Linked DNA regions of Ovis aries: region 2 is linked to region 1. The links are chromatin contacts, called in public Hi-C maps. All regions are on one chromosome and are shown on one strand. The core of a region is the stretch at or near the end of the contact, and the rest is flanking DNA. Distances in the headings are between cores, read along the strand shown.

What was found. Hi-C and Micro-C count contacts between places; a contact is called where the count stands out from the background.
Region 2: a Hi-C map of tail adipose tissue shows a contact between it and region 1, with 2.8 times the contacts expected there. The contact joins the enhancer-like site here to the promoter of SMAD6 in region 1. A contact is called at or near these places in 4 of 16 Hi-C or Micro-C datasets (hypothalamus, omental adipose tissue, skin fibroblasts and 1 more).

What each region holds. Positions count from the first base shown.
Region 1 is chr7:13,511,572-13,514,747 of ARS-UI_Ramb_v3.0, forward strand. SMAD6 (SMAD family member 6) reads left to right here and starts at 1,455. Exons shown (of 2, transcript XM_042252070.2): 1 at 1,455-3,176. The coding sequence starts at 2,520. LOC121819944 (a long non-coding RNA gene) reads right to left here and starts at 964. Exons shown (of 3, transcript XR_006060305.2): 1 at 868-964.
Region 2 is chr7:13,589,954-13,593,129 of ARS-UI_Ramb_v3.0, forward strand. SMAD6 (SMAD family member 6) reads left to right here. Exons shown (of 2, transcript XM_042252070.2): 2 at 1-664. The coding sequence ends at 250. Among named protein-coding and RNA genes, the nearest start is that of TRNAS-GGA, 77 kb to the right of the region's middle. Within about 2 kb of position 1,723, at least 1 of the 54 cell types and tissues checked has an H3K27ac peak or open chromatin away from gene starts, as enhancers often do. A contact at or near this core is called in tail adipose tissue, where this site is marked.

The sequences.
Region 1 (3,176 bases), core at 205-2,704:
AGCCCGACCCTCCATTCGCCAGAGTAACCGCCTCTCCCAGAGGGCGCAGACTGAACAGTACCTGGTCCAGGTAAAGCTCAGCAAAGGGTGAGCCCATCCGGCAAACACTGCCCTCCCCCCAGCGCACACTTAAGTCGGGGCGGCCCCGGGGACTCGCACTGCGGTTGCCTCACACGGCCAGCCCCACACGTGGGAACCCACACGAGAACCGCGCGCCGGCGCCCCCTTCGCCCCCGCGGGGGAATGGCGCCCAGCCTCGGGCCAATGAGAGTAGCGGAATTTATTTCATTCAGTGCGGGGCCGGGCTCTTGCCCGGAAAGGGGCGGGGCGCCACGCCGGGGGCGGTGCCGCCGCGCGCCCGGGAGAGGGCGGCGCCCGCCCCGTGGCCGGGCCAATCGGCGCCGCGCCCGGAGAGGGAGGGGGGACCAGGCCTTTTTTCCCTCCGCGCGGGGCCAATCCCGACTTTACAAGCTTGAACTTTTGCCACCCTCGGACGAGAGAGCGCGCCCGAGGAGGTACCCCGCCGCGCCGGCTCCAGGGGCAAGAGCGGCCTTAACCCTTCCCGCGCCAGGCGGTCCGCTGCTGCCACCGCGCCCCCACCAGCTTGCCCGGGATCAGAAGGGATCTGGCCCCCAACCCACCCCCATTTCCGTGGTGAAACGTCGCTGGGGAAATCACGAGCCCTACCCACACCCCTCTTTGTGGTGCAGAGAATAAACTGGAGAAGGAAAGCGGGTGGAGAAGTCACCCAGCCTCGAGGGGGCCCGGACGGCTGGCGGCCCGCCTAGCTCTGAGGGAAAGACTTGGCGACCGAAAGGAGCCCGAGAGACGTTCCCCGCCGCCACCCCACCCTCCGTAACTCCTTACCTCGAGCAAGCCTAGAGTCCCTCTGCGTGAGGTATCCCACGCCACCCGACTGGCCCAGCAGACTACCCCCGACTTTGAGCAGGGGTGTGGAAACCTCGTGCTATCACGTTAGATCCCGCCACCCCAACAAATCAGCCGCCCCCTACTGCCAAAAACGTAAGCCAGGAAAGCACACACGCACACCCATTTTTATTAGCCTTCCCTGGGATAGGGGTTTGTACCAATTCTAAAGTGCAACGTGTGTTTGAAGTTTGTGCACAAGCCAAGGAGAGGCCAAGCGCCCCGTTTGCGTCCGAGTCTCAGTGGGTCCACCAAACTCTCGCGCAGCCAGCCTGCCCGTGGTTTGTGTAACCGTGTGTGTGAGTGTGTGCGCGCGCGCGCGCTCGCATCTGTGCCCGCGGCGCACGCGAGCCAGAGAGCCGGCCGTGGGCGCTGTCAGGCCCTGGGCGGGGGAGGGGGGTGGTGCTGGGGCAAGCGTGGGGCGGGGGCCGGGGCTCGGCCCGCCCCGGGAGCCGGCCCCTTGGAGCCTCGGGCCCTGCAATGGGACGTGTTCTCCTTTAAGAGTTAAGAAACTTGAAACCTTGTTTGCGCAACAATCAGCGCCGCGGAGCCGCCAAAGTGTCTAGACTGGCATATGATGGGAGGCAGCCAATGACTCCGCGGCGCTCCTCCGGGGGCCCTCAGTGTGCGTTTGAGGAGAACAAAAAAGAGAGAGAGAGAGCCGAGTGGGGGAGCGAGCGAGGGAGTCGAGCCGAGAGAAAGAGCCGCCGGGCGCTGCCTCGCCAGACCTCGCCGGGACCGCGGGGCCACCGGGAGCCACTTTTTGTGGAGGGGGAGGGGGGCGACCTCTGCAGCCGCAGCGTCCTGGGCGTCCGAATGCGGCGTGGGGCGGGCTATGACCTCTGCCTCGGTGGATTGCATTTTAATTAAGGATTCCCAGCAGCTCTTTGGGATTTTTACAGTTTCCACTCATGTGTTGACACCGCGTTCAGGAGAAATTCGCTCCAAGTGCATCTAGCGCCTGGGACCTGAGACAGAGTTGGCCTTTCGTGCATGCAATTACAGGGATTTTGGTTTTGTTTGGGGTTCTTTTTCTTCCTTTCCTTTTTTTCCCCCCTTTTCTTTTTGCAGGGAGTAAGAAGGAAGCCGAGGGTATCATCAACAAGCCTGCCTTTCGGATCCTGCAGGAAAAACCCATGTAGTGAAGCGCTTGGGTTTTAAAGGCAGGGCTTTCCAGACACATTTGGGGAGTTCAGCTCGAGTGCTTTGTGCTCATGGACCAGCCGCGCAACTTTTGAAGGCTCGCCGGCCCATGCGGGGTCTTTCTGGCGGCGCGCCGCCTGCAGTCCCTCTAAAGCGCCGGGGCTGGAGTTGCTGAGCCTCCCGGCCGCCGGGGTCCATGTAGCCGCGGGCCGGGCGCGGACTGCGGATCGGCGTGCGCGCGTTCCCCGCCGTCCAGCCCTGGCGAGCTCCCTCATGTTGCAGCCTTGCGGTGCCCCTTCGACGACAGGCTGTGCGCGGTTTGCACGGCGCCCTGCGGCAGAGCTTCATGTGGGGCTGCGGCCCGCGCAGCCGGCGCCTCGCTGAGGAAACGGACCCCCGGTAACCGGAGACCGCCTCCCCCCCCCTCCCCCGGCGCCAAAGGATATCGTATGTTCAGGTCCAAACGCTCGGGGCTGGTGCGGCGACTTTGGCGAAGTCGTGTGGTCCCCGACCGGGAGGAAGGCGGCGGCAGCGGCGGCGGCGGTGGCGACGAGGATGGGAGCGTGGGCAGCCGAGCTGAGCCGGCCGCGCGGGCACGAGAAGGCGGAGGCTGTGGCCGCCCCGAAGTCCGCCCGGTAGCCCTGCGGCGGCCCCGGGACGCGGTGGGACAGCGAGGCGCCCAAGGCGCTGGGAGACGCCGGCGCTCAGGGGGCCCCCCGAGGCCCATGTCCGAGCCGGGGGCCGGCTCTGGGGGCTCCTCGCTGGACGTGGGGGAGCCGGGAGGCCAGGGCTGGCTGCCCGAAAGTGACTGCGAGACGGTGACCTGCTGTCTCTTCTCGGAGCGGGACGCCGCCGGAGCTCCCCGAGAAGCCGGCGAACCCCTGGTCGGGGCGGCCCAGGAGCCGGAGGGCGGCGGGCGGAGTCGCGAAGCCCGCTCGCGGCTGCTGCTGCTGGAGCAGGAACTCAAGACGGTCACGTACTCGCTGCTGAAGCGGCTCAAGGAGCGCTCGCTGGACACGCTGCTGGAGGCGGTGGAGTCCCGCGGCGGCGTGCCGGGCGGCTGCGTGCTGGTGCCGCGCGCCGACCTCCGCCTGGGCGGCCAACCC
Region 2 (3,176 bases), core at 473-2,972, 79 kb after region 1:
GACGCTGGACGCGCCCGGCGGCCGCGCCCTGGTGGTCCGCAAGGTGCCTCCCGGCTACTCCATCAAGGTGTTCGATTTCGAGCGCTCCGGCCTGCTCCAGCACGGCCCCGAGCCCGACGCCGCCGACGGCCCCTACGACCCCAACAGCGTCCGCATCAGCTTCGCCAAGGGCTGGGGGCCCTGCTACTCCCGGCAGTTCATCACCTCCTGCCCCTGCTGGCTCGAGATCCTTCTCAACAACCACAGATAGCGCCCCCGCCACCTGCCCCGCCGCCAGGGGGGCCCCGTGCCCAGAGACACAGCCCCCACGGACGAACCCCCCCCCCCCCAGATATCATCTACCTAGATTTAATATAAAGTTTTATATATTATATGGAAATATATATTATACTTGTAATTATGGAGTCATTTTTACAATGTAATTATTTATGTATGGTGCAATGTGTGTATATGGACAAAACAAGAAAGACGCACTTTGGCTTATAATACAGATATATTTTCTTTCTCTTCCTCCTTCCTCTTTATGTTTTTTTTTTCTTTAAAGAAAATGATACAGCAGAGCCAGGTGGAAAAGCCTGGGTTTGGTGTCTGGTTTCTGAAATATTAATGCCCAGACAAAAAGCTAATACCAGTCACTCGTTGATAATAAAGTATTCGCATTATAGTTTTTTTTTTTTTTAACTGTCTTCTTTTTAACAAAGAGGGATATGCAGGGTTTCCGTGGGTTTCTGACCAGTCAGGCATTTGAAACTTGATTTCAATCTTTTAGTGGTTAAAGAATAGAGGGAATTACACTGAAAAGGAAGGAAAGACCTATGTTTGTTCTTAAGACCAGAGAAGGTTCTGTTGATCCTTCCCTCCCATGGCTGTGGGGTATCCACAGGATTCAGGAGGAGGAGGAGGGGGGAGTTTATGGCCCATCCATCCTGGGTAAACGCTTCCAATCTGATGGGGGAGGCTCATGCTGTGGCCTACGCCAGCTCTCAGTCTGATGGGGAAGATGTGGGTCCATACCTCCCATCTCTGAGCTGTCTGCAAACTAGAGGACTAATTCTCACCACTTTGGGGAAATGATCTGTGGAAGAAAGACTGAGATGGTGGGTGTTGGACCCACTTAATGGCCTTGTGGAAGCTCCCTGAGCCCCAGGGTGAAACTCCCTTTTAGAACCTAAATAAGCTACCCTCCGATCCCTCACCAAGTAGGTCAGAACCTGCCCATCTGGGGCTGTCGTCATGATTGATGCAAAGGCAGGTGGTTTCTTTCTACTCTATAAAAGGGAAAAAGTTAAAGGTTCTGGAAGGGTAAATGACTAGCTCATGAAACAGACCAAGGTTTGAACTTACATCTAATTGTAGGACCAGAGCCATATTAAATTAGTTTCCTCTCTTGAGAAAACTCAAAAAAAGAAGGCCTTCTTGGCCAAATAACTAAGGGGAATGCTACATTGTATATCTTCTTTCTTGGAGATTTACATTAGCCTATTAAATGCTCTGAGAAGTCCTGTGTATTATCTATTGCTGCGTAATAAATTATCCCAAAACTTGGCAGCTTGAAACAACTACCATTTATTATCACAGTTTCTGTGCTCAGGAATGCGGGAGCAGCTTAGCTGGGTGGTTCTGATTCAGGGTCTCTTGAGGCTGCAATCAAGCTGTCGGCCAGGGCTGCAGTCATCTGAGGCTTAACTGGGCCTGGAGGACCCACTTCCAAGCCTGCTCACGTGGCTGTTGGCTGGAGGCTTCAGTTCCTCACCACGTAGGCCTGTCCATTGGGCCACTCATGACGTGGCTTGCCTAAGAGCAACTGATCCAAAAGAGAGAGACCAAGTGTGAGGCTGCTGTGTTTCCTAACCTTATCTCGGAAGTGTCATTCCATCACTTCTGCCATGTTCTATTGGTCACACAAACCATTCTTGCTACAAGTATGTGTGTGTGTTGGTGGCAGGTGTGTGTGTGTGTGGGAGGGGGGGTGGTGTTGCTACACAAAAGTGCCCAGAGGTGGGAATCATGGCCACCACATCCTCCAAGAACTACACTATTTTTACTTCATTTCCCAAAGTGCTATGCCAGCGGACTCTTTCCACCCCTCTAATTCTGTCTCAGACCCAGGTCAGCCAGCCCAGCCCCTTTCACTCCCCTCTGCCACCCCAGACCCGAGCTTCCCAGGAGTGCCCCCTTCCTCTGCTGTCCCCGCTGTCCAGGCCTTGGTCCTCCTGGGGTGCAGTGAGCAGAGCCGTGCTGTGTTGGGAGGATGGGCCCGGAGTCACTGTATCTGTCTCCTTTTCAAGTCAGTGATTACTGACATGAACTGTTCGTGAGTCCTTAATACCACGGAGCGAGAACCTCTGCGAGGGTGTTCTTGGCCAGTCCCTCTTTCCAGATGGAGAAATGGATGCTTATGGGAATACTGTCCTGTGCCCAAGCTCCCTGGGGAACAGGACACGTCTCTGTCTCAGATGTGGGCTGGGTGTCTTGTCCGATGTCCTCTCTTGTGCTGGTTGTGACTGGCTTTGCTGGAGTGGGCCTGCCCCCTGGGGACCGTCCTTGAGTCTGGAGGGCTGAACTCTGGGGACCCAGGGGCCTCAACCTTGGAGCAGTCTTGCTCCCAGGCCTGCCCTCTGCCCAGGCTGGGAACCTCCCTGAGCTCCTTGGATGGCCTCAAGTGTTGCAGAGAGGCCTCATGGCTGCCTTTCTTCGCGGGGGTCTGAGGCTCCAGTTCTGGTCCTTCAGTTCACAGGGGGAAACCGAGTCCCAGACAGAACAGGCTGAGTTGCTGAGGTCACAAGTGGCAGCAGGACCTCCATCCTCCCCCTTTCCCAGTCATGGTGCCTGCAGAAACTTTGTGGTTTCCCCCAGACCACCCAGGGATTGGTGACTCAGGCTCCAGAAGACACTTTCTAAACAAGGCCCTGTCTCTGGAGAGTGTGGTGGGAGCCGGGTCGCTGCAGGCTCTGGGAAGTGCGGTGGGTGGGGTTTACTGCCCCCAGGCCCAGACCTAGGATGGGAACGGAGGAGGAATGGATTTCCTGCTATTGGCTAGATTTGGGGAGAGGCGTTAGTCCCTCCTTTGCCCCTCTCTCTCTGCTGCACAGCCCACCCGCATGTCCTGTCCCTTCCCTGCCTTAGTCTCTGAAAGTGTCTGGGGGTGAGGGTGTGCAAGGATGGGTCTATGAGCC